2 separate regions of the Canis lupus genome follow, and region 2 is linked to region 1. A link is a contact called in public Hi-C data. All regions are on one chromosome and are shown on one strand. Each heading gives the region's core, a stretch centred on a gene start, on an enhancer-like site or on the middle of the called end of the contact. The rest is flanking DNA. Distances are from core to core; before and after follow the strand shown.

Region 1 (5,597 bases), core at 1,955-4,454:
TTTTTTTTTAAGGTATTTATTCATGAGAGACAGAAAGAGAGAGGCAGAGACATAGGCAGAGGGAGAAGCAGGCTCCTTGTGGGGAGCCCAACGCGGAACTCGATCCCAGGACCTCAGGATCATGACCTGAGCCGAAGGCCAATGCTCCATGTCTGAGCCACCAAGGTACCCTAATCTTTAATATTTACAATGCATTCACTAGTACAGATTAGTATGAGTGCACCTATATATAAAAATTATCATCTCTATAGCAAGTTTGTTGGTAATTTGAAAGGAACTGTTAAAATTGCCACTTCCTGGTTAATCTGTGGAGGGAGTCCATATATTTTATAAATACATCTAAAAACTGTGTATTTAGGCAAAACAAACAAACAAACAAACAAAAATGCTTAATTCCAACCTGAGATCAGGGTTGTGCCTTCCTTACCTCTGTATCCCCAGCAGTACTTAATAGATATGTGGGTCTATTCCACTCCTTTTACAAAGTGTTTAGGGAGACTGGTCCAAGCTCAAGGTGAGTTAGAAGGACTGGGATGGGAATTCAGGTTTCCCGATTCCTGGTCCAATATTCTAATTCAGGATGACAGTGGCTTTTTATTTAATTTTCCCCTCAATTTTTAAAAAAGATCTTATTTCTTTACTTATTAGAGAGAAAGCACAGGTGGAGGGAGGGGCAGAGTGAGAGAGGGAATCTCAAGCAGAATCTCCTCCACTGAGCATGGAGCCTAATGTGGGGTCGATCTCATGACCTGAGCTGAAATCAAGAGTCAGACATTTAAGCAACTGAGCCAGCCATGGGCCCCAACAGTGGCTCTTCAATGTACCTTGATTACATTGAATTGCAATGTAATCCTGCAATTCAAATCCTGAAAGACTGAGGAAACCTCACCACCATCTTCCCCTTTCTCGGAACTAAGGGCTGTGTTCCCACAATGGTGACCTGGGCATGCAGATCTCTGGTATCTCGATTGCCAAAACGCTGATCCAGATTTTACATGCCTACCTATCTAAAAAGGCTACTTAAATACCCTGAATGAAAATATCCCGAACTCAAGAATTCAAGATAAGTACTCAAGTGATCTTTTAGCATGTGTTTAAAAGCACTATTCAGATGTTTCAGTGCTGGAGTAACGAAGACCAGTACTGGGGAAAGGGTTAGAAAGAGTGATGTCACTTAGGCAGTTTATTTTCCTTTCTTGAGAGGTAGCCAAGTTCATATCGTAAACAGAGGTGCTGCAAAGAGTTTCAGTTCTATTGCTTAGCCTCCAGTTGCATCACTGTTTTCACTGTCAGCCTTCATTGCTTTAACCATCGTAATCTGTAAAATGGACACAGGAAGCAGATAACAGCCCTGTCCCTCAGTTTAATGGAGGAATACTCTACCAATAAAAATCGGAGTTACACATTCTAACTATTCTATCCTCCTTTCCCGTCCCCTAGAGCTTTAAACGATAGTAAAACAATCTTCAGCTAACAAAAGAGATGAAGCAACCCTGAGAGTTCCCAGCTAGCACAGCATTTTTATCTTTCTGGAAGGCAAGAGCCACTGCTGGGCTCTGGGGATCACACTTGAAAAAATTCCTAAGAGCATGAATTAAGGAATGGGCATAAGGATGAATTCCATTACGCAGTCTAACAAAGGGTAAGAACCCACTATTACCAAGGCACAGCGCTCTGTGACACAGGTGACATCAAGGAATAAAACAGTCTCCGTCCTTGAGGAGCTTACAGTTTAGTAGGAGCACACAGAAAGAAGTAAACTATACTGGAAAGCAGGACAAGGGAAGTGCCGAGAGGTGTGAAGTTCTCTAGGAAGTGAATCACTACCAATCATCTCACTTTAATTTCAAGTGAACAGAGTAAAACATCCCGGTAAGGGCCACCTGTTGTACTAATCTGATCTGGAGAAGCCTTGGGTGAAAGAACCCCGTTGAGATCTACGGAAACGGATGCGACAGTGATACAGTACCTGCTCATCCAGATAGAGGGTAAACCTTGGCTAAACCAGGCTTACCCTGAGATTGTTTCCAGAATCCTATCAGCTTACCAAAGAAACACTTTCTATAGGATACAGAGAGGGTGGAAAGTGGAGACGGAGAAGTCCCCAACAACTGATGTTGACTTAGGTGTGTGGCAAGAAGACAGCAAAATCCAGACCAAGATTGGGACTGGGGATTTCCACTGCTGAAGTCTCGTCCTTTCCATCACTCACTCCCGGAACATCCCAGCTCTTCGGTACCCCACCTGCACAAGGAGGGGAATTCTCTCCAGACCCATGCCACAGTCGAGCGGTAACCACTCTGTAAGGGCGAACTGTGCTTAAGGGTCGATGAGGTTCTCATTCCCCCAGTCGGTCCCGATTCAAGAGACCAGGGATCCAGCGCCAGTCTGTCCTTTACTCCGTGCGACCTCGGACTAGTCATCCAAGTGCTTATTACTTCGTGTCCCCTATTGCAAGTTCTGGGGCTATGAGGAGGAGGCTGGGATTTCAGTCCGATGACCTCTGAGGTCTAAAAGCTTCTTGGCCAGCCGGCACATAGGAGCCCTGGACAAAGAGCCCGCTGAATAAACAGCGAGGTCGGCCACGGGGGACAAGCGGAAGGGACGACAGGCCCGTTTCATAGACGGGGAAAGTGAGGCACCGGACACCCAACCCCAAGGTCACCCCTAGCTCTGTCACTGCAGGGGGCCAGCCGAAAAGATCAGTTCTCCGGACCGCCAGCCCCAGGCCCTGTCTCCTTTCGCAAAGCAGAGCGGAGCCGCATGGAGGGTCCTGGTCCGGCGGGGAGAGGACCGTGCCCCAGCCGGAGGCGGGAGCGGGCTGGGGGTGCTTACCTTCCAGATCGACTCCCGCCGCCGGCGCCGCCCTCTTAGAACCTCAACCCGTCACCACCTCCACGACTCTTCGGAAGCCCCCTCCACCTCTGCCGGGCTCTACGTGTCCACGACCGCCACCGAGGCCGCGGATTCCCGCCCCCGCCCCGCCCCTGCCCCGCCCCCTGCCGCGTCGGCCAATCCCTGCGCGGGATTTCGGAGATCCCGCGGGTTTCACCGCCTCCGCAGGCTGCAGGAGCCTGACGTCACGGGCGCGCGTGCTCGCGAGGCCCTCCCATTTGCCTTCCGCACCCCCCCTCCCCACCTTCTCCCGCGCCTAGACCCCTCCCCGCGGAACAACCGTGCGAGAGTTCGTCCTGCCGGAAAGCAGCACGCCGCCGCGGCATTTCACGACAGCACAAGCCCCGAAAACACTCTTACTTCCCCCTCCACCTCCCACCTCCGTCCCCCGCCCCTCGCGCCCTGCGGCTGGGAGAAAGGCACCGCGATGTTCGGTGGGGGAGACGAGGACGACACCGACTTCCTGTCGCCGAGCGGCGGGTGAGTGACCGAGAAGCTTGGGACAGGGGGCGTAGCTTAAGGGAACTGGGCAGGTGGCTGGAGGGGTCGCTCTGGTGTCAGACTTCTCCCCGACTTCCGGGTCCGGGCCCCCCGCCACGTTCCGGAGCCCCGCAGGTCTCCAAACTGTGCTGTGTCGGGGCCCCTCGGTGCTGGACCTGGCATGTCCCTCGTCCCTCAGGAGGGCCCTGAGGTTCGCCTTTTGCTTTGTGGTTGAGTTTGTCCTGTGAGAGCATCTGGCTCAGGGCTTATAGGAGTCAGCTGGGGGCTCGTAGGAGACTTTCTCTTCCCCGTGGACAAGGCAGTGACACCTGAGAGTTCCCTGGCCCTTGTGGGTCAGCTCCAGCATCCTTGAGGGCCCAGCCCGGATGTCCCCTTTGGGCGCTTTCCCTTCTCCCACAGACCCAGGCACGATGCCTCGCTTCTTTTCCTCCTTATTCCTACAGCTAGGCTAGTGAATAACCCCCCTGTCCTTACTAGGTTATGAACCCTGGCAGAACAGGGACTCCTGCTGCTGCTCATCTCTGCCTGGCGCTCAGCACAGCGCATCGTGTGTGCTCCGGAAGTGCCTGTTGAGTGAGTGACAGCTGTGAAGTTGTCCTCCAAAGCTTAGAAGCCCTGCAAGAGACCGCTGCCCCCCCCCCCCCCCTCCCCGCCCTAACACAAACCAGCCTGGGGCACAGCTCTCCAACCCACAGGGGTTTGTCTCTTCCCATAATCAGGTTAGCCTTTTCCCTCGCGTTGCGTTACTAAGGCAGCTTGATCCCTTTGAAAGTGAGCTGCCAATCCTGATATTTCAGAGCCTTTTCTTTGGACATGTTTTTTTGTTTTTTTTTAAAATTAATTTATTTATGATAGTCACAGAGAGAGAGAGGCAGAGACACAGGCACAGGCAGAGGAAGAAGCAGGCTCCATGCACCGGGAGCCCGACGTGGGACTCGATCCCGGGTCTCCAGGATCGCGCCCTGAGCCAAAGGCAGGCGCCAAACCGCTGCGCCACCCAGGGATCCCCGGACATTTTTTTTTTTTTAACACATTTAAGAATGTACAGAAGGATGACCGAAACCCCAACATACACTCCTCATCTTACCGCTGAGAGGTCACAAAAATGGTTAAGCTGCTGTGCCTACTCTCCTCTCAAGTTGCTTCTAGTCCTGTTGAAGAGTTGATACAATAGTGGCCGTAATGACACGGCCCTCTTTTGGTCTTGAATACGATCTTTTGACTTAAACTGTGACTGGCGGTATATTACCCACCCTTACGTCCTTTTTTCACCCTCACCACGTTGTGCCACCCCGCTTTCACTTTAGGTGGTCCACACCGACTGAGTTCCACTTTGAGTTCTTTCAGTTGCTCAGTTATTTTTAGACTCTGCTTTGGTTCCTTTTTCCCTATTTCCACCCGAAACAGTCACTAAAATTTCCACATAGTCCAGCCTGCTGCTGTTGTCTGTGTAGTCACCTTTTTGATTGAGGCTTAACTCACCTATTTTTTTTTTTTTTAAATCTGATGAGCTAGCAAATAGATTCAGGTGAAAAATAAAGAGATGAACCGAATTTAAAATAAGCAAAAGAAGGACACCTGGGTGGCTCAGCGGTTGAGTGCCTGCCTTCTGCCCAGGGCGGAATCCCAGGGTTCTGGGATCGAGTCCCGCGTGGGATTCCCCGCAGGGAGCCTGCTTCTCCCTCTGCCTCTGTCTCTGCCTCTCTCTCGGTCTCTCATGAATAAATAAATAAAATCTAAAAAAAAGTAAATAAAATAAGCAAAAGAGCTATTTCTCCAAAGAAGATGATGTACAAATTGCCAGTAAGTACATAAGAAGATGTTCAACATCATTGGTTATTACAGAAAGGCAAATCAAGTCCGCAAAAAGATACCACTTCACACCCACTAGAATGGCTGTTTATCAAAAAGACAGTGTGGTGGTAAGGATGTAGAGAAATTGGAACCAAATACAAATTTGCTTTGTAAGGTAGTGAGTTACTGCAAATATGGCCATGCAAGCTGAAACTACAAAGTAAGCTTGATAATCAGTGGGAAAGATTACAGTTGTTTCATGGTCTTTTAAAAATTTTGGTTGAGACAAACTGTTGATTCCTTAAGATTTAGTGTTTTCTGTTTTCAAAAATTTATAAAGAGGGGCGCCTGGGTGGCTCAGTCAGTTAAGTACCTGCCTTCCACTCAGGTCATTTTTTCTGGGTCCT
Region 2 (5,597 bases), core at 1,351-3,850, 160 kb before region 1:
GTTGTTGTTACTTTTTTTTTAATATTTTTTCTTTATTTATTTATGATAGTCATCACAGAGAGAGAGAGAGAGGCAGAGACACAGGCAGAGGGAGAGGCAGGCTCCATGCACCGGGAGCCCGACGTGGGATTCGATCCCGGGTCTCCAGGATCGCGCCCTGGGCCAAAGGCAGGCGCCAAACCACTGCGCCACCCAGGGATCCCTGTTGTTACTTTTTATTAAAGTATAACATACTGGGGCGCCTAGGTGGCTCAGCGGTCGAGGTTGAGTGTCTGCCTTTGGCTCAGGGCATTATCCTGGGGTCCGGGATCAAGTCCCACATCCGGCTCCCTGCATGGAGCCTGCTTCTGCCTCTGCCTGTTTCTGGGCCTCTCTCTCTGTGTGTCTCTCATGAATAAATAAATAAAATCTTTTAAAAATATTAAATAAAATAAAGTATAACATATTAAATGGTGCAGATAAATGTAAAGCTTGATGAATTTGCACAAACACATCCATGTAACTAACACTCAGATCAATAAACAGCATGACCAGCACCCTAGAAAGCCCCTATGGTCTCCCAGGCACTCCCTATCTTCCCCAACAGTAATCACTATCCTGACTTCCAACAGTACAAGTGAATTTTGCCTGGTTTGTATTTCTTATAAATGGAATCATACAATATGTATTCTTTAGTCTGACTCCTTTTGCTCAACATTATATTTAAGATTTATTCATATTGTTGCATTCACAATACTTTTTATGGGTAAGACTGAAAGATTAAGGGCACCTGGTCGGCTCACGTTTTGATCCCAAAGTCCTGGAATCAAGCCCCATCAGGCTCCCTGCTCAGCAGAGAGTCCGCTCCTCTCTCTCCCTTTCTCTTTCTCTCTCTCCCTCTTACTGCCCTCCCGCCACCCGCCACTCATGCAGGGTGGAGAATGGAAGCAGGTCTTTCTGCCAAGAATAAGAGACATGTGAAAAATAGATTACACCAAACAGCAGCATTCTTAAGTTTCTCACTCTTTGGGGGCTCTTTGAGGTAGATGGTCCTAATTACGCTTAATTATCAATAAACTCAGAGATGGAACAGGTGTCGTGAAAGAAATGCACAGGGAATATAAACTAATTACCCCTATGAGTTGAAGGAACCTAACTAGAAGGCATTGCAGAGAAAGTCAGTGTGACATAGGGCAAATTATTTAATCTCCCTGGAGATTGTCTTCCTAGTCTGTCAAATGAGGGTAGTAACATAGTTCTCATCAAAATTAGATAAGTGAATGCAAAACGCTAGGTACGGTCCCTGACTCATAAATGCACAAAAAAAATATGACTTCATTTCTACCACCTCCCTCATTTGGCCACAGATCAGAGCTCTAGTAGCTGGAAATTACGCAGGTCAAATTTCCCCAGCTTTAAGCCTCTCTACCTTTTAAAACAAGTTTGGAGGGGACACCTGGGAGGCTCAGAGGTTAACTGCCTGCCTTTGGCCCGGGGTGTGGTCCTGGGGTCCTGGGATCCAGTCCCACATCAGGCCCCCTGCATGGAGCCTGCTTCTCCCTGTGTCGCTGCTCTGTGTCTCTCATGAATAAATAAATAAAATCTTAAAAAAAAAAAAAAAACAGGTTTGGAGTACCGATTTTGAGAAAATCTGAAAGGAAGTGTAATACGATCAGCCCCCTGGCCTCCTTAGCAAGTCAAAGTCAGCTTTTCCAGAATCCCTGATGCACCTTTATGGAGGCATTCCTTTACTAAGGTCCTAATCTCCACCCCTACTTCACCCACCCAATCCTACTAGCTCCCCAAGCCCCAAGCCTCACCGGTTCCCTCCTGCCTCTGCACATACTCTACCCAAACCCCCGCACAGACCTGCCGTCAAATCTCACACTGTACCCATCCCAGATCCGTTTGATGTCCCCATTAGACTTGGCGCTTTTCCGGAGCGCCCATACCTTTCACATCACATCACATCTCTCCATCCATGGTACCCCGAGCAGGCCCTGAGTAATTACGCTGGAATTAATTTTCTCTGAAAACCTGGAAGGCAGCCTGGTGCTGAACTCAACAGCTTTAAAATATTCAGTCTGCAAAAATGGACTTAGCTATTGTGTTGGGCATTAAGGTGTTGCTTTATTTTTGTTGTTGTTGCTTTATTTTTATTTTTTTTTAAGATGCATTTGACAGCACAAGCAGGGAGGAGCGAGAGAGGGAGAAGCCGACTTCACCCTGAGCAGGGGGCCCAACGGGGGGCTCGATTGCAGGACCCCGAGATCTAAGGTGTTGTTTTAATGTCCTTAACCCCCAAACCCCCAATTATTCTTTCAACAACGAAGCGGCGCCAAGTATGCGCCAGGCTGGGAAGGGGAGGACGGTAAGGGGAACCTCGGGGCTGCAACCGCCTCCCCTCCGCCAGGGCCCCGCCGCAGCGGCCCCGCGCCCCCACGTGGGCTCCGGCGGGCCTTCCGGCACCCGAGCTCGGGGCCCCGGGGGGCGGGGCGTGGGCCCGCCAGCCCTTCCGCGCACCCGATTGGCCAGGCCTCCCCGGGCGTGGGCGGGGCCTCCGCGCGAGCTGACCAGCCCGCGGGCGAAGCGGCCGCAGGGGGCGTGGCCTGCGCGCCGGCGGGGGCGGGGCGCGGCGAGGGGGAGCTGCTTCCGGGCGAGCCGCCCCGCCCCCGCACGGGCCCCGGGAGACTAGAAGGCGCTACGGCGGCGGCGGGAGCGGCGGCCCCGAGCCCTTGAGGAAGCAGGTGAGCGGGGGCCGGGCTCCGGGGGATGGCGCCCTTGGAGGTGGGGGCGGTGGCACCGAGAGCCCGGCGTCCCCGGGCCCCGAACCCCCGTCGCGGGTGCAGCCGAGGACACGGTCCTTGTGCAGCCCTTGTTCGGGCGTAGGTTGCTCCGCTGCAGCGGGCTTGGGTTGCAGCCGCGCGGGCTGGAGCGTGGCCGCAGCCCTGGGGGGCCCGGCTCCGACCGTCCCCTCCTCTCCGGGGTCCACTCCCTTGGCGGCCCGTGGACACTGCCCACCAGTACACAGCAGCCCGAAGTGCCCCGAAGGATGAGGCACGGAAGTGGAGGCAGGAACAGGCGCTTGGTGCTGCGCTTCTACAGAAGTCCCATGCATTGGCCCATTAAGGCAACGGGCCCATTAAGGCCCTTTGAGGTCAGTTGGAGAACGCGCCCATTTACCAGGTGCAGACACTGAACTCCCACAGCTAGGAAAGTGTCGGAATCAGGGTTTGAACCCACGTCTACAGACTCCAAAACCCACACACGTAACCATCAGGCTGCCAGCTGCAGGCGAGTCCAGGGTCCACATCCTCCCTCCTCCCTCCTCCTTCCCCCCCTACACCCCCCCCTTCTCCACCAGCCCACCTCTGCTGGTAGCTGCTTTGAAGTCTGTACTTCAAGTATCGAGGGCTAATGGTGGGCTGAGAACTGGGCTGCTGAAGGCTTGGATTCTGACCCCGACATCTACCACTGACCCCTTGCCTGACCTTGAGCCAGTGTCCGTCTTTTCTCTGAGCCCAGTTTCACCATCATTTCAATGACGTAGTCAAAAGGCTTTAAGGAGCTTCCTAGCCAAGATGTTCTGGGAGTCTGTGGAACTGGCACATTGTCCCTGTAGCTCCAGATGGCTAAACCCAGAAGAGGTTGGGCTCGTCAAGGCCCGGGTCCCCAGTCTCATGCTTCTCTTTAATCCCTGTATCTAGCACTGGGGCAGGCCCAGGGTAGATATTCAGGAAATGCTGGTTGAATAAACAGGCAGGCAGTTGGGCCCTTCTCAGACCTGCCTGACAGCTGCTTTCCTGAGCCCTTCTGGGGCTTTGGATTTCTCAGCCCTTGGCCACCTTCTACCTTAGTTGGCCCTCCTGACTGCCTCCTCCCCAGCCAGCAGCAGGGCCTGCCAGAGTTGGCAGCAGCTCCCAACTTTCTCTCCAATAGCACAGCCTCTGAAATCCTCAGCAGAGCACAGCATGAGCCTGGGGCTGGGGTGGTGTGAAGGGGGTGTTCAGGCTCACAGCTCTTCTAACCCCCCTTCCCACAGTGGCAGCTCTTAGGGCCCAGATTGGGGAAGTTGCCATCTAAGGAGGAGATAGATGCCTTCACCATCAGTCTGCAAAACTGCCTCTTCCATGAAGCCATGCTTGACACCTGGAGACACAGGCCCCTCCCACAGATAACATCTAGTCCACCCCTCTCCTGTAGTGTCAGTGTGGTGATCATTTCTCCTCACCATAGAAGCTGCTGGAAGGCAGGGACCCCACTGGAGATATCTTGGAAGACCCTGCGGCCACACGGGTTTGCGTGAAAGTTCTCCCTTCTGGGGTGGTGTGATGGCACACCTGTGATGACTCCAGGGGGTCTATTTCCAGCTCACTTCTCCTAATGATGATAAAAGTAGCTTACACGTTTACTGGGCTGCTACCCAGTGCCAGGCACGTACCTCCTAACTATCTCTAATCTAATTTCCTCAGCTTTGCAAGCTTGATGGTATCAGTCCCATTTTATAGATTATGAAATAAGGACTCTGAAAGGCCAGCAACCTTGCCCAAAGTGACACACAGGGCACAGAGCAGATATGGGACCATGGGATCCTGAAACAAGGTTCTTTCTGCACCGCCCTGTACTGCCTTCCAGCTAAGCTAACCTAGTCTAATGTGGGTGAGCAGAGGTGCTGGGTGCCCTGGTGACTTGCTCTTGCTTCAGTGAAGTGTCATAGGATTTAAGCTGTGGCTTGGAGGCTCCCTTAATTTGGAAGAAGTGCCCTCCCAAATGTGTGGAAATCTCCCAATCCTGAGGGACTTTTTTTGCGAAGCAAAACCTTGGCATGGGTTTGGCTCTGCAAACAAGCAAGTCTGGCTCAAGGGCTGTTTTTCTCTTCGGTGGTATTTATTAAGTGCCTGTTGTAACAGAATGACCGCGTGTGGTTGAGGTGACAGGGCACGGGACTGGAAGCTGGGAGAGACTCCTGGTCAAATCCACCTCTGTACCTGACTCACCGTGGGATGTCAAGCAAATCCTGTACTTCTCCGCTCCTCATTTCCCGCTTCAGAATGTGCGAGATGAACAGGATTGGCGATTTTCCTGAGTTCAAATTTTCTCAGCACTGACACCTGTTTCTCAAAGCAAATTTCTCCCTAACCCAAACATTATTAAAGAAACAGAAACAAGAATTGCCCTAGTCAGACCTACCTCTTCCACCCTCACCCCACTCCCTTGCCCCTATCACCAACCCTCCCACCACCTCGTGGTAAAATTTGAGCTGCAAAGCCCCTAGGCAGCCGTGCTCTGCTGCTTCTGATAAGCAGAAGGCATTTGTTCACCCAGGCTTCTAAAACAGGTGGGTAGTTGAGGCCAGTAGAATGCAGTTTTGGATTCCAGAAGCCATAAAGGTGGTTCTCAGGATGCCTGGGTGGCTCAGTGATTGAGTGTGTCTGCCTTTGACTCGAGTAATGATCCCCGGGGTCCTGGGATCGAGTTCCGCATCGGGCTCCCTGCATGGAGCCTGCTTCTCCCTCTCCCTGTGTCTCTCATGAATAAATAAATAAAATGTTAAAAAATAAAATACAGGTAGTTCTCTGGGAAGTGGATCAGAGATGAGCTCAAAATCCGACTTGACT

The links. Hi-C and Micro-C count contacts between places; a contact is called where the count stands out from the background.
Region 2: a Hi-C map of blood shows a contact between it and region 1, with 2.6 times the contacts expected there. The contact joins the promoter of ALAD here to the promoter of FKBP15 in region 1. A contact is called at or near these places in 3 of 9 Hi-C or Micro-C datasets (amygdala and blood).

The regions. Positions count from the first base shown.
Region 1 is chr11:67,998,063-68,003,659 of UU_Cfam_GSD_1.0, reverse strand. It overlaps FKBP15 (FK506-binding protein 15), which reads left to right and starts at 3,204. Exons shown (of 29, transcript XM_038553136.1): 1 at 3,204-3,375. The coding sequence starts at 3,323. SLC31A1 (high affinity copper uptake protein 1) reads right to left here and starts at 3,221. Exons shown (of 7, transcript XM_038553301.1): 1 at 3,140-3,221; 2 at 2,836-2,888. The coding sequence starts at 3,221.
Region 2 is chr11:68,159,520-68,165,116 of UU_Cfam_GSD_1.0, reverse strand. ALAD (delta-aminolevulinic acid dehydratase) reads left to right here and starts at 2,600. Exons shown (of 12, transcript XM_038553170.1): 1 at 2,600-2,726.